Linked DNA regions of Pan troglodytes: regions 1, 3 and 4 are each linked to region 2. The links are chromatin contacts, called in public Hi-C and HiChIP or PLAC-seq maps. All regions are on one chromosome and are shown on one strand. The core of a region is the stretch at or near the end of the contact, and the rest is flanking DNA. Distances in the headings are between cores, read along the strand shown. Region 1 holds the start of APIP (APAF1 interacting protein). Region 2 holds the start of FJX1 (four-jointed box kinase 1). Region 3 holds the start of TRAF6 (TNF receptor associated factor 6). Region 4 has its middle 23 kb from the start of COMMD9.

Evidence for each region. A called contact is a pair of places that touch in the nucleus more often than the background predicts. HiChIP or PLAC-seq counts read pairs in DNA pulled down with a chosen protein or histone mark.
Region 1: a contact with region 2 is called in a Hi-C map of stem cell-derived neural progenitor cells, with 4 times the contacts expected there. The contact joins the promoter of APIP here to the promoter of FJX1 in region 2. A contact is called at or near these places in 1 of 7 Hi-C or Micro-C datasets (stem cell-derived neural progenitor cells) and 1 of 1 datasets of contacts at active chromatin or transcription factors (stem cell-derived excitatory neurons).
Region 3: a contact with region 2 is called in an H3K4me3 HiChIP or PLAC-seq map of stem cell-derived excitatory neurons, with 7 times the contacts expected there. The contact joins the promoter of TRAF6 here to the promoter of FJX1 in region 2. A contact is called at or near these places in 1 of 1 datasets of contacts at active chromatin or transcription factors (stem cell-derived excitatory neurons) and 1 of 1 other capture datasets (stem cell-derived neural stem cells).
Region 4: a contact with region 2 is called in a Hi-C map of stem cell-derived neural progenitor cells, with 11 times the contacts expected there. The contact joins the enhancer-like site here to the promoter of FJX1 in region 2. A contact is called at or near these places in 5 of 7 Hi-C or Micro-C datasets (blood, induced pluripotent stem cells, a lymphoblastoid cell line and 1 more), 1 of 1 datasets of contacts at active chromatin or transcription factors (stem cell-derived excitatory neurons) and 1 of 1 other capture datasets (stem cell-derived neural stem cells).

The regions. Positions count from the first base shown.
Region 1 is chr9:38,921,269-38,926,802 of NHGRI_mPanTro3-v2.0_pri, reverse strand. It overlaps APIP (APAF1 interacting protein), which reads left to right and starts at 3,293. Exons shown (of 7, transcript XM_508364.6): 1 at 3,293-3,444. The coding sequence starts at 3,388. It overlaps PDHX (pyruvate dehydrogenase complex component X), which reads right to left and starts at 3,034. Exons shown (of 11, transcript NM_001280073.1): 1 at 2,857-3,034. The coding sequence starts at 3,016.
Region 2 is chr9:39,626,925-39,632,004 of NHGRI_mPanTro3-v2.0_pri, reverse strand. FJX1 (four-jointed box kinase 1) reads right to left here and starts at 2,733. Exons shown (of 1, transcript XM_508371.7): 1 at 205-2,733. The coding sequence starts at 2,439. The coding sequence ends at 1,126.
Region 3 is chr9:40,521,630-40,526,888 of NHGRI_mPanTro3-v2.0_pri, reverse strand. TRAF6 (TNF receptor associated factor 6) reads left to right here and starts at 3,432. Exons shown (of 7, transcript XM_001154136.7): 1 at 3,432-3,662. It overlaps RAG1 (recombination activating 1), which reads right to left and starts at 3,259. Exons shown (of 2, transcript XM_016920686.4): 1 at 3,173-3,259.
Region 4 is chr9:40,276,880-40,281,711 of NHGRI_mPanTro3-v2.0_pri, reverse strand. No RefSeq gene overlaps it. Among named protein-coding and RNA genes, the nearest start is that of COMMD9, 23 kb to the left of the region's middle. Within about 2 kb of position 3,076, at least 4 of the 24 cell types and tissues checked have an H3K27ac peak or open chromatin away from gene starts, as enhancers often do. A contact at or near this core is called in induced pluripotent stem cells, stem cell-derived neural progenitor cells and stem cell-derived neural stem cells, where this site is marked.

The DNA.
Region 1 (5,534 bases), core at 2,044-4,543, 710 kb after region 2:
TATATAAATATATACATGCACTTCAGTTCATCAACACAGTTACATGTCTTTAGGAGACTCAATTTCTCTAAGCCTTGGTGTTTTTGTCCAACTAAATGCAGATGATGCCAACTTTACTAGGTTATGTGAGAAGTGAATGAGAAATTCTAGGAAGTGCTAAGAAAATGGCATATGTCATAGCTCATAAAAATGCTGCCAGCACCTCTTAAGGAAATTAAAACTCCAAAGGTAGTTCCGACTGACAAATTTTTAAAGATATTTGTGTGAAAGACGAAACAGTTCAATAAATGTACTTAATTTATATAGTTTACAGTAATCCAAATAGTTGTTTAGTTTTATAAAACTACAGTTTCTACCAAGCTCAGAGAAAAAACACCACCGTAAATTCACAGTTTGTAAAACAAATAGTTCAAGGATTGCCACGTGTTTTCGGCATGGCAAAACAAAAATCTGTATGTAGGTGAAAGTCAGAAGCGGATATATTTTGGCTCGGTATTAGGAAAAAAGTCCAACACTTCCAAATACTTAGTATTTCCAAATACTTTCCACAGCTTCACATGCAGAATGCCATGCCTCAAAAGGTTCACGTCCTAATACCCAGAACCTATGAATATGCTGTTACGTGGCAAGAGGGAATTAAGGTTAAAGATGGAATTAAGGTTTCTACTCAACCTTGAGATGGAGAAAATATTCAGGATCATCCAGATGAGCCCAATGTAATCACAAGGGTCCCTGTAAGTGGCAGAAGGCAGAGGGGAGTATTAAGAGTGATGTAATGTGATAAAGACTGAACCAGCCATTGCTGACTTTGAAGCCCATGAGTCAAAGAATCTTAGAAGCCTCTAGAATCTGGAAAACTTAAGGGAATGGGGTCTCGAGCCTCCAGAAAAGAATGCAGCTCCTACCAATAGCTTGATTTTAGCCTAGTTAGATCCATTTTGGACTTCGGACCTCTAGAACTATGAGATGTGAATTTGTGTTGTTTTAAGCCACTAATTTCTGGTAATTCGTTGCAGCAGCACTACAAAACTAATTTGGCTTTCCTTGAGATGCCGTGCCTTCTTCCTGACAGATGGTATTCAAACTGGGGTAGACAAGTTGTTCATGGTATATGTCTAGGGGATAGGGAATAGGTAAAAAAGCATCATCAGGATGCAGATAAGGATTGCTTGCCTAACTGAGTTTCTAAAGGCATTAAACTGGGCCTATGTATACTTTTTTTTTTTTTCTCCTGAGACAGGGTCTCACTCTGTCACTCAGGCTAAAGTGCAGCGGCAGGATCATAGCTCAATGAAACGTCTAACTCCTGGGTGCAACGGATCCTCCTGCCTCAGCCCCTGGAGTAGCTGGGATGCCAGCACGCCTGGCTTTTTTTCTTTCATTTTTTTTTTTTTTAAGTAGAGACGGGGGTCTCACTTTGTTGCCCGGGCTGGTCTCCAACTCCTGGGCTCTAGCTATCTTCCAGCTTCGCCTCCCAAAGTGCTGGGATTACAGGCGTGAGCCACTACGTGCACATTTTTGTGTGTGACCATTTATGGTACTTTCTCTGTACAGAGTCTGTAACATTTTCAAAGATTCTCAAAAGGATCTGCTTGATAAACAAGATTAAGAGCACTCTTCCTAGATTATATCCAATACTAAACTTTTAATATTCCGTGATTTTCTAAGGCAGTGAGTCTCAAAGCTCATTCCATTAAATGTCAAAATAAAACATCAAAACTCATCCAACATTTGTAAAATGCAGATTCCTGAGCCCCACACCAGACCAGACCGAATCTCTAGGAGCTGGAAAAAAGTTTAATTTCAACAAACTTGGAGGAGGGAAAAGAAGGAATTCTGCACACACTGTTAAAGCACCTCTGCTCCAAGGAATATGTTATGAAACATTACACCAAAAATGAAATAAATTGTTCCCATTACGGAACCTTTAGGAACCCCAATACACTCATCTTACCATGTGACTTTGTGTGATTTTTTTTTTTTCTGAGCCTAAGGTAGCTCAGAATATGAAGGCAACGTCTACTAGACCTATTTAAATTAAAATTCATTCTGTAGAGTGCCAGGAACGATGATTGGCAGGTAATACATCACACTAAAAAACGTCAGTCCTATTCTCCATCCCCGCCTCCCTCCAACCCTCTCCCAAAATAAGGAAAAATAATACCCGGCCTGCCATTTTGCATACTGTTAAATACTGCAAGAATTGTGTTAACTGCATCAATATCATTACTAAACAACAATTTTCTATAATAAATTTTTGGTATGATTTATCTCCTAAATGTTCGTTCTTTCAAGCGAATATTTGCTTGAAACATTCTCCTGGACCTTTGTCTATTGTGATGCCGTAGGAATTTACAAATTTAAGTCTTCCACGAGTCATGGCGTGGGGTAAAACTCGACTGGCCTCAATGAAAACACCTCCTAAGAGAGAGAGGCCTAGAGAATAAGTAAGAACTCCCAACAGTGGCTTTTCAATCTCGGCAACCTTGGGCAGCTTTTTCTCGTCCGAGACGTTTGACAACCCTAAAGAAACCTGAGCCTTGATTGGAAAGGGGGCTGAGGGAGGAGAGTTTGGGAACCCTCTCTGCGCCTCACAAATAACCCAAATTCCAAGGCAAGGTCACAAAGCCATACAAACCAGGGGGCCTAGGGCAGAGTCGAGTTCTCCCAGCTGCCAAGAAAGCCCTTCACAGCATGCATTAGGCCAAGTCGGCGGACCCCACCCGGAGAAGGAGGAAAGGGAATAAGGAGCCCGCGCACCTCCACACCCAAAAGCAGGCCCTCAATCATAACTGCCCCTGTCCCAGGCCCATCACTCAGCTACACAGAGAAGCTGAGTGAGCCCCGGCCACTCACCCCGAAGCCACTGCGTGCTGTTAAACCATCTCCAATTAGCTCCGCGGCTTACAGACCACCCAAGAGCCCCCTTCACCAGCCCTACGCTTCGGCGGCCAGGGAAGCCCACAAGATAACGCAGCAGCCGCGGATCACAGCCCAGCCTCCAGGAGGCCGCCATCTTCACGGCCTTCTCACTGGCTGCCCGCAGCACAGCCTGATGTCCAGCATCAAGGCCCCGCCTCCCGCATGGTTGGCCACGCCCCCAGACGCTCTCGGTGCCTTTAGGTCTCTCGGACTTGAAGCCCCGCCCGCCAACCCAGCCCCGCCTCCAACCACGTTGGCCTTGCCTCCCGGGAAGTCAGGTGCGCCGCTGGATATCCCAGCCGGCGGGGCCTTACCAGACCCCGGCCCCCGCCCCGTTCGCCCCGCCCCCGGGCTGCCCTCAGCGCCGCCTGATTGCATTTGCGGCCTCGCTGCCGCATCCCAGGCTGAGCGCCGCGCGCAAAGCCGTGCGGAGATTGGAGGCCGCGCGGGTCCCTGGTCTGGGCCATGTCTGGCTGTGACGCTCGGGAGGGAGACTGTTGTTCCCGGAGATGCGGCGCGCAGGTAGGGGCGGGGCCACCGGTGCCCGGTATTCCCAGGAGGAGAGGCCCAGGCGGGACCCGGCGGCTGGAGCTGGGCGCGGGGTAGCGGGCCGGGCGTTTGGCTGTGGGGCGGGGCTTCGGGCCTGGCCGTTCGCTACCCCGGCGCACCGCGACCTTCGCGTTCGGAAGCAAGGCTGCGAGGCCCCAGGAGATCAGTGGTCTCGGGCGGGGCGCTCCGATGGCAGGAGCTGGGCGCCAAACGTTGGAAAGAAGCAAATAACTGAGAGGAGAGCGTTTAGGTGACCTCAGCGGGTATTTATCAGGAAGGCAGGCCAGAGAAGGAATCGTGAAGCACCGAAGTGGAGCTGGGGCGAAGAGCGCGCCCCCCGAGCTGCTTTTCTGCGCCCTGACGACCAGTTAGGCGTTTGGGGAGACGTTTGGCACTCGGGAGACGTTTGCCGAACCGGAGCTGTGCCTCAGCTGCCAGCGCTTTGCCTTTGAGCAGTTGCTCCTTGCCTATCTCCGTTTAGATGAATTGTGGGATGATCATGGGAACGATTCTTCCTTAAGCCGAAGTCAAAGGGAAATCCACCCTCACGCTGCATGTAGTTTTCGGTCATTTACACAAACCAACAGTTTTATGGAGCGCCTTCTACGCGCTCAGAGATAGGAATATGTAAGATAAATGGCCCAGGGTCTGGAGAACTAGACGAATAAGCAGTTTCAGCACAATATGATAAACCCCACCCAAGAGGCAGGGAAACCCCTCAAAATTAGCTTCCTTATTCCCCCTATCTTATTCCTCCTATCTATATCTTTCTTAGGGTTGAAATCCTAATTAAAAAGTAGTAACTCGCGGGAGATTTCATTGCTAAACATTTGTCAACCACTTTCTTGTTTGAATAAGTGACTTCCCCAAATTAGCAAAGACGACTCTGAAAATAGAATGCTGGATAGGCAAGATTGGATGAGAGAGAGAAGATCTTGGAGATAGGACAGGTAACTGGAGATCGTTCCTAGGCAAGTGTGTATGGAGAAGTGTCCGTACCCTCAATCAGTAAATCTTAGTGTAATGTCATCAGAATGAGCATCAAAGAGAGCCTTAAGGGACCCGAGAATAAACTAGGATTCTCAAACCAAACATGGCCCACAGACAGCTTGGTGGACAGGCATGGTTTTTTTTTTGCTGCACTCAATGTTCATGAAAAATTTGAGCCAACTTTTTTTTTTTTTTTGACACGTTTTGCTCTTGTCACCCAGGCTAGAGTGCAGTGGCGTGATCTCAGCTCACTGCAACTTCTGCCTCCTTGGTTCAAGCGATTTTCCTGCCTCAGCCTCCCAAGTAGCTGGGATTACAGGCGTGTGTCACCACACCCAGTTAATTTTTGTATTTTTAGTAGAGACTGGGTTTCACCATGTTGGCCAGGCTGGTCTCGAACTCGTTATCTCAGGTGATCCACCCGCCTCAGCTGTCCAAAGTGCTGGGATTACAGGTGTAAGCCACCACGCCCGGCCAAGCCAACATTTCAAAATCCGGAATCATTTCAGCTTCTTTTAAAGCCTCAGAACACATGGTGACATTGGGCCCTTATTTTTTCATGGGATCTGGATTGTGGTTACTAGTGAACACCACCTTTATAGAGGCTGCTGGCCAGGTTACCACAGCTTCCACTACTCACACGGGATTTGCATATCTAGTTAAATACATGAGCCCCTCTAGATATTTGTATTTGTCTGGTTTTGTACAAATACATAAAAACAGCAATAAGAAAAGTTTTAATAAGTCATAAAATTTCATTGTAGTTTTAGGGGGTCATGGGCAATGGAAAGAGACAGTCTCTTTGGCCTTAAGGAAGGGGAATGTTCAACTGTAAGTGATTAATTCAACGAATATTTAGTGAGCACCTACTATGTGCCAGGCATTGTGGATTTAAGAGTGCAAGCTGCATCTGGTTCCTTCTCCCCTAGAACATGCTGTACAGTGGAAGAGACAAATTAGCAAAGAGACAAAGATGGTATGACAACATGACATAGTTTGACACATGATGATATGACTTAGATGGGAAAGTTCAAGGTAGTTTAGGAGTATACACTTGAATGGGTTAGAGAATA
Region 2 (5,080 bases), core at 1,484-3,983:
CTCAAATTTCCAGCACCAAGGTTCATCTGAGTGAGGACAGGGAGTCTGCTCTTATCTTTGTTCAATTCTGTAAGTTCTGTAGTCACAACTGGAATGGATATGCATCCTTTGTTTTAAAAACACATCCACAAGAAAGAAAACCTAAATCTTATTCTGAAAGCAGATGGGGCATCAGAAACATCAAACAAGTTAAAACCACAGGAATTAAATTATAAATTTTAAACTCCCTTTTATTGAAATATAAGTTTGTTTAGTATATTTACACCACACTTTATGCACATATATACAGAGAAGGTAAATTCTGTAAAATAAAAAAGTTTTTCTTAATAAAAAATTAAAATCAAAACAAAATAAAGTGCATAAAACTGATTTTTTTTTTCCTTCTGGTGAACATCATCGTTGTCAAAATTTTGGTCGGTTGCGAGAGGGAGGAAGAAATTCATTATTTGACTTAGTGCATACAGCTGGCCCTGAATTTGTAGCCTTCAGGCCAAAATGACAAGAGGTCAGGAATGAGTCAGGCAAATTGTCAAGGTCTGCAGGGCTCCCCAGTCTGGAGGTCCTGCTCTCTTTGTCCTATCGGGAGCCGTCCCCCTGCTTGGAACAGTGATCTCACCATCGCGGCGCTGGAACAAAGGGAGAACACAGGAAGGGGGCTCCACCAGCCAATGTCACAGCCCTGCTCCGGGGCCACCAGCGCTCTGTTTGGTAGAAAATTGCAGAATTAGCTCAACGGCTCAAACGCAAGTTTTCCTTTTTCGAAAAGGGAATGAGGGGGGCCCAAGAACGGGGTGCATCTCCCACAGGGACGGCCACTCGGGGGCCAAACCCCAGTAGCCAGTTTCTTCGGATCCAATCCCCGTGCTGGCACAGTAAAGAATCCTTTTATAAGCTGGGTGGAGAGAATGTTACACTTCTCGCCTCGGTGAGTTCGTCCTCCCAGAACTTTGAAAGGAAACAGCGTGGGATTGAAAGAAAGGGGCAGATGGGTGAAAAGCTGAAGTTTTTAGACACCTTTGCGGGTGGGCGTTGGCCGGCTGGTCCCTGACAGTAGCAGAGGCGACGGCCCTTCCCCCCATCATCCATACCCCAGCCCCAGGTCTCTCTCTTTTCCTCCCGGTGACACTAAGTCCCAGACCGGCGGCCGTACTTGGCCTTGCAGTGCAAAATGTGCTTGGCGAGGAAGTCGAGGCGGCGCTGTAGCAGCTGAGCGTGGGGGTCTGCAAGGGCGGCCAGCTCGGGGAAGCGAGGCTCGTGGCGCCGGTAGAGGCGCAGCAGCCGGGCCGCGGCGTCCTGTCCGCGGTGCAGCTCCAGGACGCGCCGCGCGGTCCGCTCGCGGAACACGCACACTGACTGCAACAGCGGCTCGTTATACTTGTCCCACATGCCTGCTACCCGGTAGCCGTGCACCAAGCCCGCCTCATTGTCCAGAAAGACCAGCGCCCCGCCCGGACCGCGGTGCAGGTTGCTGGTGGCACGCTGCATGACGCGCGGGTCCCACTGCAGGCTGAAGAGGTTGCTTACGAGCCGGTCGAAGTTGGCCGTCAGGTAGTCGAAGAGGATTAAGTCGGTCCATTGTACTAGGTCCACCAGCTCCGCCTGGCTGAGGTTGGCCAGCTCACCCCCGGCATCCCGGAGGGGGCGCAGACGGCCGTCCTCCGAGCGCCAGGGCGCGGGCACCACCACGTCCGTGAGGTTGGGCAGCCAGCGTGTCAGGCTCACCACGCTGCCCTCGGTCCAGTGAGCAGCGCGCAGCTCCTCCTGCACCTGCGCCCACTGCGCGCCCCGAGCCTCCACCCGAGCCAGTGCCAGCGGCGGCACGTGGCGCTGGAGGCCCAGCAGGCGCGCCAGGTAGTAGGACAGGGCCTCGCCCTGAATCTGCTCCGGGTTGATGCCGTAGCGCACGCAGGCGCGGGTGCCGTCGGCAAAACGGGCCAGTCGGTTGGAGCTGCGCCCGCAACCCCCGCGCTCCAGGGCCACCACCCGGGCGCCGCGAGCCGCCTCCAGCCACGCCGCCGCCTGGGCCTCCGAAAAGCCCGGGGGCACCTGCTCTTCCAGGCCGCGGCTCCAGAAGACGCCCCCGTGCACCGCGGCGCTCTCCTCCGGCCGGGGCCGCCTGGCTGGCACGTGCCACCTGGGCTCGCTCCGGGACTGCCGGGGCGGGCCGTCCGCGCCGGCCGCCAGGGTGAGCAGCGCCCGGAAAGTTTTCAGGGAGCCGCCGCGGGCGTCCCACGCCAGGGGCGGGGGCAGAGGGAAGCGAGGCGCGGGCGCGGGGCCGCCGCTCCGGGCCGGGCGCCGTGGGAGTCGGTCTTCGGGCGGCCGGGAGGCGGGCAGCTCGGTCCGCGGCGGCAGGAGCCCTCCCCACATCGCCAGCAGCGAGCCCAGCGCCAGCAGCCAGAGCCCCGCGGTGGCGGCGGCGCCCCGCATCCTCCTGCCCATGCTCCCGCGGCTGTGCCGGTGCGCCGCCGCCGCTTCAAGCCGAGCCCAGGCACCCGGGTCCCGGCGGCGAGGCGGGCCCGGCAGTTTGTGGGCTCCGAGGCTTCGGGCGCTTCGGCCCCATCGCGGCCGCGGGGTGCTGCGGGGCTCTGTCCGGCGCTCCGCCCGGCGCTGGGAACTCGAGTCCCCGCCGCTTCCCAGCTGCTTTTGTATTTCGCTGTGAGACCCTCCGGTGGGCGCGATTCACAGGCGCCCGGACCACGTGGGAGCGAGGGGGATCCCCCTCCCCCTCCTCCGCCTCCGCTCCCCGCCCCCCGCTCCCCCGCCCCCTTCCTCTCCTCTTCCACTTAAAGCGGCGATGGCTCCTTCCGAGAGGGAGAGGCGGCCCCACACTCGGTCTGGGACTTAGGGGCCTGGAGGAAGCCGGACTGGCTGCGCCCGCGCCGGGGCGTAGGAGGGGGTGGCGCAGAGCCGGAGTCTGGGGCCTGGCGGGAGGGACGCGCCCTGGGCCCTCGCGGTGGTGTCGTGGTCGCCGGGTCCCTTTGCCTAGGCAGCGCGGATCTCCTGCAAACTTCAGACAGATTTCCACCTCTTTCCGAGCTCCGCCAGGCTAGGATCAGGCAGGGTCCCTTTGCTTTCTCAGTTTCTGTCTGGGTGATTCACGCTGCTTTATGTAAATCCCTGGGAATGTCTCCGAGCCACAGAGGATGTGATTCCAGCGGAAAGAGGAACCCGCTGTAGCCAACAACTTTGAACCGACACTCCCTTTTCCGAGCTCGCACATCAGCACCAATCAGTATTGGCCGCTCTGCCTTTCCCAAGGGACTCCCAGGGAGTGAAGCCTCGCTGTGCACGTGCCCCTTGAACACCTAGGCCATCTCCCATTCATTCATGGATCCATTCAACACAGCGACTGCCCCTCGGTTCTGGTTCTGCTTACCAGAAGCAAAGTCCACAGATCCGGGTCCCAGTGCTGCTGGAATTTACATCCCAGTGGGACTCTCAGGTTGCTAAGAGAGATTATAGCCATCCAACCTCGTGTTGGGGAGAGGGGAGTCAGGGACGACTTTTCGAAAGAAATGATACCGTTTTGTCCATGAGGAAACTGAGGCACAGAGAAGGGATGGGTGTTGCTCAGGATTGCACAATTAGCAAGTGGCGAAGCTAAAAGTCAAACCCAGGTCTCCTGGCCGCATGCACTTGATTTTCCCTCCATTAAGAAAGATCAGTATTTCTTTTTTAATCAAGTCAGCATTCTCAAGTTTGAAATTCACTGTCATTTGACCACTTTGTTCCCCAAATGTGATTTTTCAATTAAAAGGATTTTTCAAATGAAAAGGAAAAAAACCTCAATCCCATACTGCATTTGATTTACTGCTTTTACGATTTAAGGGAAAAAGAAATGGTGGTGGTGGGGGGGGGGAGGGAGGCGGTGAAGGAGCAAAGAAAACAAAATGAACAACCTCTTCACCCCAACACATCTTCCAGCCACCTCTGGGTTACATTTACTAGGAAAACTTTTGGATGCCAGTCGGCCCTCCCTTACCTCTCTGTATCAGAATGAGTCCCAGATCCACACTGAGATTCCCAGGGTAGACACAAGATCAGGGGCATGGTGGAATCCACCTCTCAAAGGCCAGAGTTTGAAATCTGTTTCCTTACATGGTGTGTATCGTTTCTCTCCTTTCATCTTCCCATCAGGTGCACATGGGGGTTTTCAACTGGACTACCTCATCAGCTGGCACTGATTATGTTTTATTCTCCAAAGAAAAAAGGTTCTAGGGTGATAGAGCGTTCTAGGGTGATAAAGCAGACACTCATGTTTATGCCTGAGCAGTGGCATCAAAAAACCACATTTGGAGTATTCCAGCACTGACCCAGGATACAGTCAAGTGTTTTCACTGGTGTGGTTAAGTACATATTGGATGAACTGTTGAATCTGTTCCCAACCACATGGTGGCTATATCATGCCATTTTATAACTCTTATCTGATAATGAGATTACTATGGCTCCCATATGGTTACATCGAAATATATTAATCCATTCAAAGGTCTTATTTTTTTGCCCTATGTAAGCCCCTCCTCATCTTTCCCTAGCAGGCAGGGACTATGTCTTATTAACTTTTTATTTCTTATACCACCTAACATAGTATATTACACTAAATAAGCACTGAATACATTTATTTTTTTTTGTCTTTTGGTTTAACTTCTACTGGGATATATATGTATTTATTTGAAAGGCAGCCTCTTTCAGCGTGGGCAAACTATAAGCAAGATCGCCACCTAGTGGGCATAAGTAGAGTATCATCTAATTGGAGAAAAGTAGACATTTTTAACTGGATGATTAATTGTTGAAGTTAAATTCGGAAGACTATTAAATGTCTACTGTGTACCCAGCTATGTCCTAGGGGATATGGAGAAATCCAAAGTAGTTGGGGTCTCTGTCTTTTTGGCTGCTAACAAAAGCTGTAAGTAACTACCATTGTAAACTTGTGGGGAGTCTGTCTTGTCCATTGTTTTATGGCTGCCTGGGCACAATGCCTGGCACTTAGTGTGTGTTCAACAACAATTTGCTGAATACATCGTTAGAATGCTAATGAGATGAAGCTCTGCAAGTAGCATGTTTTAAGTTTTTTTAAATTAAA
Region 3 (5,259 bases), core at 2,183-4,682, 890 kb before region 2:
ATGATTGTGAGGCTTCCCCAGTCATGTGGAACTGTGAGTCCATTAAACCTCTTTTACTTTATAAACTACCCAGTCTCAAGTATGTCTTTATCAGCTGTGTGAGAACAGACTAATATACTGTTACATGAGGCAGCCCTATGTATTGTGGAAGCAAACTACACATGGGCATAAATACCATCTTCAAGGCAGGCTGCCACACACACTTATAATGGTTGTTCAATAAGTGTATTTTGAGCTAATGAATTGTGTCATAATTTTATAATTCAACTTGTAGAGAGCCATCTTATTTCCAAATATTTGGGGAAGTTTTACCTTCCCAACTCTACCTTCAGCTGTGTAAAACTATTTCCTATTTCATTTTTCAAATAGGATGTGAGAAACAGCAACCCAGGAATGATATTGTCTTAGTTCAATCTGTGCTGCTATAACAGCATAACACTGACTGGGTAATTTATAATGAACAGAAATTTACTGGCTTAGTTCTGGAGGCTGGGAAGTCCAAACTCAAGGGGCTGGTATCTTGCAAGAGCCTTCTTGCTGTGTCATGCTATGCTGGAGGGCAAAGTGAAGGCAAGAGAGAAAGAAAGAGATGGAGAGAAAGATGGGGCCGGACCAAACTTGTCCCTTTATAAGGAACCTACTCCCAGAATAACGAATTCACTCGCATGATAATGGCATTGATCCATTCATGAAGAGTGTCCTTCCACGACCCAAATACCTCTCATTAGGTCCCACCTCCCAAAACCACCACATTGGGGATCAAGTTTCCAATGCATGAAATTTAGGGGACACATTGAAACTATAGAAGATATGGAGACTATATCTTTATTCACGTTTGATTTACTTATAAGGACAACTGGACAAAATATTTTAAATTATTAGGTTGGTACAAAAGTAATTGGCATTTTTTCCATTAAAAGTAAAGGCAAAGACCACAATTATTCTTGCACCAATCTAATAGCAGCTTTTCAGGAAACCTGATCATTGTGGTTGCTATATATAGGTAACTTTACTAATAGGAATATTCAATTATTTCCATCTGCGTAGGACTTCCTAGTTTGCAAGGTATCTTTCCATATGACCTCATTTGAACTCATAACAGCTCTGAAAAGAAGACAGGATAGATTTCATTACCACTCTATAGATAACGACATCTGACCAGGTCCCAATTTCAATGAGAGTCAGAAGCAGGAGTAGAACTTTGGCTTTCTTATTTCGTGTATCAGGAAAGAATTCAAGAAAGAACTGTGCATAAAGTAGGCTTAGCTATGTAGCAGAAAAGACAATCCCAATATCTCAATGGCTTAAAATAACAGGCGTTTGTTTCCTGCTCTCGTAAGTCCAATGCAGGTGGATTGACTTTCCAAGGCAACTGCCCTTCATACATCAACTGAGTGATACATCTCTTCCCTCTTGTAGTTGCCCTTTGCTCCTTGGTTGTACACAGGGGAAACAGTCTTGCAATGAAAATAAAACGCTTTGACCTAGGAATGATATGCATCCTTCTCGTCATAGCTCACAGGCCAGAACTAGTCACGTGGCCCTGCCTGATTGCAAAGGGAAATGGTATTTGTAAGTTTCCTGTGTGCCCAAGGCATGGATGAGCACTAAAACTCTCTCCTATATTGAATAAATTGGATTTGAAGGAGTAGGAAAAGGCCCCTTGAGGGCACTTATGAAAACAATGTAAAGAAACATACACAGAACACCTAATCTTTTTGAAAGCCTGGTGCTGGAGTCTCTCACAATAGATTTTTATTATTTTATACTGACAAAAGCCTGGTAAGGTAGACATTATCCCCTTTTTTATAGTTTTTGGTCATTGTAGTTCATGGAGGTTATGTAACCTGCCCCAGAGCTCACACTAAGAAGTGGAGGGAACTCTGATTCTCTTGCTCTTCCTTTTCTCCAGCTCTCAATTTCATATAATGATATTTTCTTCCATCCCATAAGAGATTTAATTTTTAAGAGGAGCTTCTAGGGAGGGATACACAAAGGCTGGCAATGTTTTATTTTTTAAAGCTGGGTGGTGAGCACACAGATGTTTGTGCTCTTTTTATGTCTTAAGTGTTTCAAAATACAATCTTTTAAAAGGGGGTTGACAGAACCTGAGAACCAGTGATAAATTCTTCTTAAAAAGAGAAGCATTTTTAATGAATATTGGCAGCCAGAAAGTAGGACATACAGTATTGGTAACATTTATTGAGCCCATACTATGTCCTAGTTTTGGGTTTGTTTGTTTGTTCGTTTGTTCCTTGAGACGGGGTCTCACTCTGTCACCCAGGCTGGAATGCAGTGGTGCAATCATGGCTTACTGTAGCCTTGACTGCCAGGGCTCAAGCCATCCTCCCACCTCAGCCTCCAGAGTAGCCGAGACTACAGATGTGCACCACCACACCCAGGTAATTTTTTAATTTTGTGTAAAGATGGGGTCTCACAATGTTGCCCAGGCTGGTCTCAAATTCCTGGCCTCAAGTGATCCTCCTGCCTTAGCCTCCCAAAGTACTGGGATTATAGGCATGAGCCTATTTGTGCCTGGCCAGATAGTTTTAAATAATTTCTTTACATATTTTATCTCATCCTTCCAACAACCCTGTGAGGTAGATACTATTATTATCCCCATGTTAATACGAGATGAGAAAACTGAAACAAGTACAGATTAAGTATTTTACCTAAATCACACATTTATTATAGGAAAAACTGGATTGGAACCAAGCATTCTGGCTTCAGGATACATACGCATGACTACTATCCTGGAAAACCTCCCCTAAGAGGTGGACGATGAACCAAATATGCAGAGGTGGATGAAACTCTTTTGTGCTTCTCCAGCAAAACGCGTGGTACATTCTCTAGACGTTTATGACCAGTTAAACGGGGAATTTAAAATAGTTTTCCCATGACAGAGAAAGACAAAGCCTGGTGTTCTTGGCAGGAAATTCAAAGAAATATTTAAGGCAAGGGCTGACTCCCTTGGACCGGATGAAGGGGAAGAGCAGGTAATAATAGAGGGTTCTATGGATCGCGGAAACTTCCTGGGCAAGGAGGGTGGAGCTGGGGAGGGGTTTAAGAATTCCTGAAGGTCAAGCGATCTAGCCCAGCTGGGGTTTTCTCCTGCTTGGAGAGGGGTGCTATAAAAGCGCAGTTTGGGATTACTACTGTCGCCACTGCTCACCAAATTAAGTTATTCCGGGAGGGATCTTCTCGTCGCCATCCTCATTCCAACACACACCCATTGACACACTCGGGTTCGGCTGTGCGGTGCAACGAATTCCCAGGTGGGACACCCGAGCAGGAAGAAAGCCAGGCTGCGGGGCTGGGGGCGCCGCCCGGCCCGCGCCACAGTCCGCCTGGAGGATCACCGCCAGGGGGCACTCTCTCCGAACTCGGCCGCTCTGTCTCCTCCCCGGCGCGCTCCCTGCCCCTCGCTCCCCGCAGCAAGCAGAGAAGGCGGAAGCAGTGGCGTCCGCAGCTGGGGCTTGGCCTGCGGGCGGCCAGCGAAGGTGGCGAAGGCTCCCACTGGATCCAGAGTTTGCCGTCCAAGCAGCCTCGTCTCGGCGCGCAGTGTCTGTGTCCGTCCTCTACCAGCGCCTTGGCTGAGCGGAGTCGTGCGGTTGGTGGGGGAGCCCTGCCCTCCTGGTTCGGCCTCCCCGCGCACTAGAGCGGTGAGTCTCCTTCAGGCGCCTCCTCCTGGCGGCCGCGGCCTCGCTTCCCAGCGGTCAGGGACGCCGCCCCCCGCCCCTTCGCTCTCGGCAGGTCGGGGACGCAGTCCCTGTCCCCTCGCTTCCCACCAGTCGGGGACGCCTCCCCTGTCCCTTCGCTTTTCACAGGTCAGGGACGCCGCCCCCTACCCCCTTGCTTCCCACAGGTCGGGGACGCCGCCCCTGTCCTCTCGCTTCCCGCTGGTCGAGGACACCGTTCCCTGCCCCTCGCTTCCCGCAGGTCGGGACGCAGCCTCTGTCCCCACGCTTCCCACAGGTCGGGGACACCGTTCCCTGTCCCCTGACCTCTGCTCCCCAGGCCTCCTCTTCCTCGCTCACTCCACCCCCTAAAAAACCCCGCGTTGCCTTCCTCAACCTCGCTCCCCTCAACTCCGCTTTTTCCCCTTCCCAGATAAGGAAATTGCCTCCTGCAGTTGTCCGCTCCTTGGAGCAAACACCTGCTTAAATTTTTAAAAAATCCTTTACGTTCCTGGCGACTCCGTCTGTCACTGTCATGGGAAAGCTATTTTTGGATTCCCTGTTGAACTCGATAGAAGTCTCAGGCAGCGAGTTTAAAAAAAAAAAAAGGCTCAGATGACACGAATGTTTTCTCCCCCGCCCCTACACTCGGTAGTTCGAGCGATTGTTCCAGACGCCGGGTTGATAAAGCTGTTCCTAGTATTTGGCTTAAGGGGAACTCCAGCTGAGTTAGGACTGTCTTGAATGTGAACAGAAAGCACCTAAATAAAGTATTAGCAGCTTCGCTGTATGGTATTTAATTGTTTCTTTCTCTGAGAGCAGATTACTATTACTGAATGTCTTGTTACATAGGTTCCATGTAGAAACGAGAAAAACTGGTAAAGAAATTCTGTGTTGGCCTTGTGAACTTGGCCGCTATCATTTCATTCATTCTCCTTTGATTACTAGGGAAGGGAGAGGGGCTTTTCAAATTTTGAGGTTGAGTTGAGTGTATAGGCAGGAACAATGTGGCCTCTTTTGTGACTCTAGGAAGGAGTCCGGCATGTGGTGGGTACAGGATCACATCAGAGTTTCAGCCTGCATGCACCACAATATTTCAGAATTGTAACATGAGCTCTTCTCTGTGATAAATTTGGGCATGTGATGCCGATAAACTTTTGGTCACTTAGATTTGGAGAGAAGTTCAAATCCTTGCCTCCTGGAGCAGAGTAAATCGTGCCCAGGAAGGGGAATGCCCCTTGAATTTGGATTCAAAGTTAAGGCACAACAGTTGGGTATTTTGCAGCATCTCTTGGCCATTGGAGTACATTTGTAGGTCTTCACACTTTAGAAATTTAAGAAGCTGGTAAACAGTTTCTGTTTCTAAAGCTAGTAGCACATTAAAGATAATTTCTCATATTTTCTTTACATGGTTTTACTTTAATAAGTTACATGTTTACTCATGTATGAATTTCAGTTGACTTAAAATTGACTCATTTAAGACATAACTTGTTGACTTCTTTTAACTTGGCACATACCTCCTTAGCATCTGCCTTGGAGGACAAACTTTTTGTGGATTATCCTACTTCCCCCTCCCCCAAGA
Region 4 (4,832 bases), core at 1,827-4,326, 650 kb before region 2:
TAATGATAAATCTCCTCACCTGTGTGGCACATGAGAGAACTTGAAACATTTTCTTAGATATCATCTTACCTCTTCACACAAACCTTCTGAGGTTATTGGAGCATCCATTCACAAGTATTTGTGCATTTTACTGAGGACAAGTCAGCTCAGAGTAGTCTGGGGCTGAGCTGGAACTTGTGTCTGGGGCTTTCAACTCAAAAGCCAGTGTTTTCTCCATTCCTGCCTCAATCTGGGGAAGAGAAAACTCATGATTCTTTGCAGATCGCCTAAATTTCCCCTTAATTTGGCAACTTTCGGCTCACTCCGTCATCAGTCCTGCCTTACCATCTCCATCTGGATCATGGTCATTTTCCTTTGCCTCCCTTTTCTGGTGATTTTTAGGTCCAAAGACAAATTGGCACGAGGACCAGACATTTGGGTTCTTCCCACACAAGCCAGTTCTCTGAACACACACAGTGGGCACCATGTCCAATAGTCATTAGTCAAGCTCTGTGGTCTGGTATTTACAAATTTCCAGGAAACGAGTCCAGCGTGGTGCGAGAGGCTCTCCGTTACTTTGTTCAGTAAGCTGAAATGTTATCAGAAGTGACAATTTTTTTAAAAATTATTATTTGTTTTAATATTTTAATCTAGAAGCCATTGGCTACCTGGCATTTTGAAAGTTTTCCAGTGGTTGAACATTTACAAGAACAATTGTGAAACTGTGCCTGTTGGCTTCCAAATACTGATCGTTCCTAAACATTCTCTTACCAGCATAATGTTGACCTTTGCACAACTTCCTTCTTTCTTTGGTGCTCACATTTCTGTGATTTAATCGTCCTTTTTACAAGTACTTTAAGAAAGAAAAAATAAAAAAGATTTTCTAGTAGTATTCCCTGGTTGGTGTCAGAGGACCCTAAACTCTAAGGAGAGGGAATGGTTCTTTATTTGGGGAAGTGTCAAGAGCTCTTGAAGGTTAGTCTGAGAGGCTGAGTTTCTATTAGCCTCAGGCCCTTGGGAAAGTCTCTAATGGGCTTTTAGGTCTCATCTGTAAGTAGAGATGATAACTACTTAAGTAATGCATCTCATAAATTTACGGTAAACTGCATAGACCCACAGGCTGAAGAATAGAACTTTCTTGGCTATTGTTATCAATGTTGAACTAGCCATATGACCTAACACACATACCACACAGTAAAATACAATACTGTCCCAACAAACTGAATGATAAAGGATTTGAGAGATGCTCTGGGATATCAGAGGGCATGGGGTCATTGTTATACACATGCTGGATCCCCAGCTCAGGGGATGGCCTCTGCTTAGAATTTCAGGAACTCTGATAAAGCTCTTACTCAAGATATTTTTGCTTATTTGCTTATTAAACATCAGGGAGCAAGAGTCACTGTATTAGGATATTGATTTGGCTGCTTTAACAAAAGCCCAGCTTCCATGGATTAAAGAATTTAGAAGTTTCTATGTAAAAGTCTGAGCTGGTAGGGGCTTTGAGTGGGTAGGATCGTTCTGCTCTGGTTTATAGACTCAGAATCCTTCCATCTTGTTTCACCAACCACCAAGTATTGCCCTCATTGCTGTGAGCAAAGCCTGTGCCCCATCACCCTCCAAGTCTATATCCCAGCCATGGGAAAGAGGGAAGGGGAAGAGGATGAGGAGGAGGAGGGTATACCCCAGAAGTTGCCACGTTATTTTCACTCATATCCCACTGGCCTCAATCACATGATCTATACTTAGCTGCAAGATAGGTTGGGAAATACAGTCTCTGCTGGGTGGTCTTGTGTGTAGCTAACACATTGGGGTGGGGGAGGGCAGGAGAATGAGCTAGTGGGTTTCTGTATTTTACTGAAATAGAGCAGATAGTGAGAGACAATTCACAGGTACGGTCATAAACACCCACTCAGTTGACTACAGCTCAGTGTGGCTTAATTTATCAGTTGCTTTCCTGGAAGCAGGTTTTCTGCAGGAAGAGAAAAGAACAGAAAGGAGCTATGCAGTGGTGGGGAGGAGCAGGTGGTGATGTGGGTGCTTCTTGAGGACAGAGACCATGTCTCATTCACTCGGTATCCATGATATCTTCCACTGTGACTGGCGCACAGTACATTGCCCCATAAATGTCCCTTTGCATCCCACTTCTTCCACAAACTCACAGGATTTGACCTGTGTAGTAAACCATGCCTGAATTAGATTGAATGCAATAGAATGGCAGACTGACAGAATTCACGCTCACTTGAATTGCTCGTCCTAAATCGACCTCAGCTGGGCCCTAATTCACCAACTAGGTGATTTCATCATTCTCCAGCTTGCTTTCATTCTCCAGCATTGATTTCTGGCCTTTATTGGTTTTGAGTCTGTGAGCGTGGGAGATTTGTTCATAGCAGTCTCCCAGCCACACTATTTGGCTTGGGTAGGAAGAGGTAGGGATTGGGAACTCTGGATGAGGGTAGGAAGGAGCTGCTGCTGAGGTGGTAAGTGGAGGGGCAGACGTGGATCTTCTGAGCTCCTGCCACTGTAGAGTTCAGGGACCAGCACTTCCAAGGGGTCAGCAAAGTCTCCAACTGCTGGAGGAGGGCAGGAAAGAGGCACTAGCCCTGGGCCTGAGCAGAGGTGGCAGCATGGTCACCAGGGCTTTGCCCCGCCATGCCCTCTCTCTGGAATGGCTTCCCTTAATCCTGGCCTAATTCCTAGTCATCCTTCTGGATTCAGGAGCAGCACCTAACAGGGGCCCAGGAAGTCAAATTAACTGGCCTGTCTTCCCCACCTGCGTTTTCTCCATCATTCCTCAGCACACTGCATTTTAATGGTCTGTGTCTGTGCCTTCCCCCACACACTGTTCACCTTTCTGTTCCCCACACCTGAGCGCACAGATAATGGGCAGCTTCTGTGGGTACCGAGAGCTTCCTGGCACCAGCTGAACTGGAAGTGTATCCCTGGGGCTACTTCTATAAAAGAGATCATTGGTCAAGGGGCCATACCCTGTTTGGTGACCCAAGGTTATCATGGGCAAAAGCCAAACCTCACCTGGGCGCAGCTGGAGCTTCCCCAAGATGCCCAGCAGATGGCGCAGTCGTCCTCCTTATCTTCCCACCTTGGCCTAAAATCGGAACAAAGACCAGGGAAGCTGAGGGAAGGTGGGGTAGTGGGCAGGCCTCTCCTAGAACCCCGCAAGGGGAGAAGCTTCCTGCAAAAGAAAACCTCAGGCCCAGACCCTTCACCTAACAGAACTCTCCTGCTCAGGCCCTGGGCAACATAGGCAGAGAAGGCAGAAGACAGAGCAGGCAGCGCAGGCCCACCCAGGGCACCCATTCAACCCTGCTCCCCAGACCCAGCTGCAGAAGCCCCCAGGGTCTCCTCGGTGCTTCTGAAATGCCACCATTAGGGCCCATTAGATACAACTCTTCCAGATCAGGTTTTGCTCATGGCAACCATGCAAGTCCCACAGTCAGTCCACAGTGGAACTTTCTACACCTGGACAGGTGGTGGAGCCAGGATTCAAATTTAGGTCTGCTTAGAGCTAAGTCTCAGTTTCTCATCTCTAAAAGAGAGAGATGGAAAGTACTTTTTCCTGGCAATGCAGCTTGGAGGGGATTCATTGTACATGAAGGTGTCTGAGAAATAAAGGATGCCCAGTGTTGGTTTAACTTCAAATATGTACACAGGTGCCTCCACTGGGGTGAGCCCTTCCACAAATCAGAGGACTCATCAGTTCTTTTCTGAGAGTAGGTTTGATGTGATGGGGTTGGGGGTGGGGGGACATGGCAAGGAGTCCTTGTCACCTCTCATCTGGACGAGTCCAAAGGCCTCCAAACTGGTTCCCTGCCTCCCATCGTGCCATCCCTCTCACCCCGCCTCCCATCCTTCCTCCTCATTGCTGCAGGTGTCTTGCAAATGGAAATCTAATGTCACTCTCCTGCCTAAAATACTCAGAATAAAGCCCAAACTCAGAAGAATATTACTCAGTGTCCTTTACAACCTGATTTCTGACGACATTTTAGTCTCATGAAATAAAATTAAGAAATGGACTTAAATCAGAATCAGCAGTGCCAGGGCCAGGGGCTGGAATGGGTCCTGGGTGATGATTCGGGTCAGCTCTGGGCCTCAAGGCCAGAAGCAGTGACAGGATGAGGAAGAAGGGAATGAGAGGGCTTGGTAGCCCGCATTGTCCAATTCTCGATCTGCGTTTTCTCAAGGACAGGGCCTGGGACAGTGCCTGTAGTTACAGATACTCAGTCAGGATTTGTTGAATGCATGTAGGAATGAATGAACAAATGAATGAAAAAAATGGCTATCCTGACAGGGACTAGGGTTGACTGAGTGGTCACTCAGTCAGTGCCACCAGCCACTGCCTTTTGCTAACCTCAGAGGCTGGAAGGGGCACTGCTGGAGGACAGTGAGGCTGAGGAGAAGAGAGCTCGTCTCAGCTGCACCATCTGGGACCCAGCTCTAGGGGTCTGGGTAACAGTGACATCAAGAGCAGAAATCCTAGAGCCTGCTATGCCCACAGCCTCTGAATGCTTGTCCCAAACCTCCCAAGAAAATCACCCGGGCTGCAGAGCCCCAGGGAACCCCCATGGTCATCCAGGGTGCATGGGCATGGCTGCCGGCCATCTGTTTCCCAGGATGGATTTCTCCCTGGCACAGATGGTGAATCCAGACTCCTCTCTCCCATGTCAAACAGCCAGCTGTGGAAGACACTGCATTGCTGCAGTCTCTGCCTGGTCTCTCTGTGACCCCATTTTCCACATCATTCGCCTCCACTCCTCTCCATATGTTGGTTTCATTTCAACCTTATCCAAAAAGAACTCCTCCCTCTGGTTGGTCTGTTGAGCCATCTCACAAAA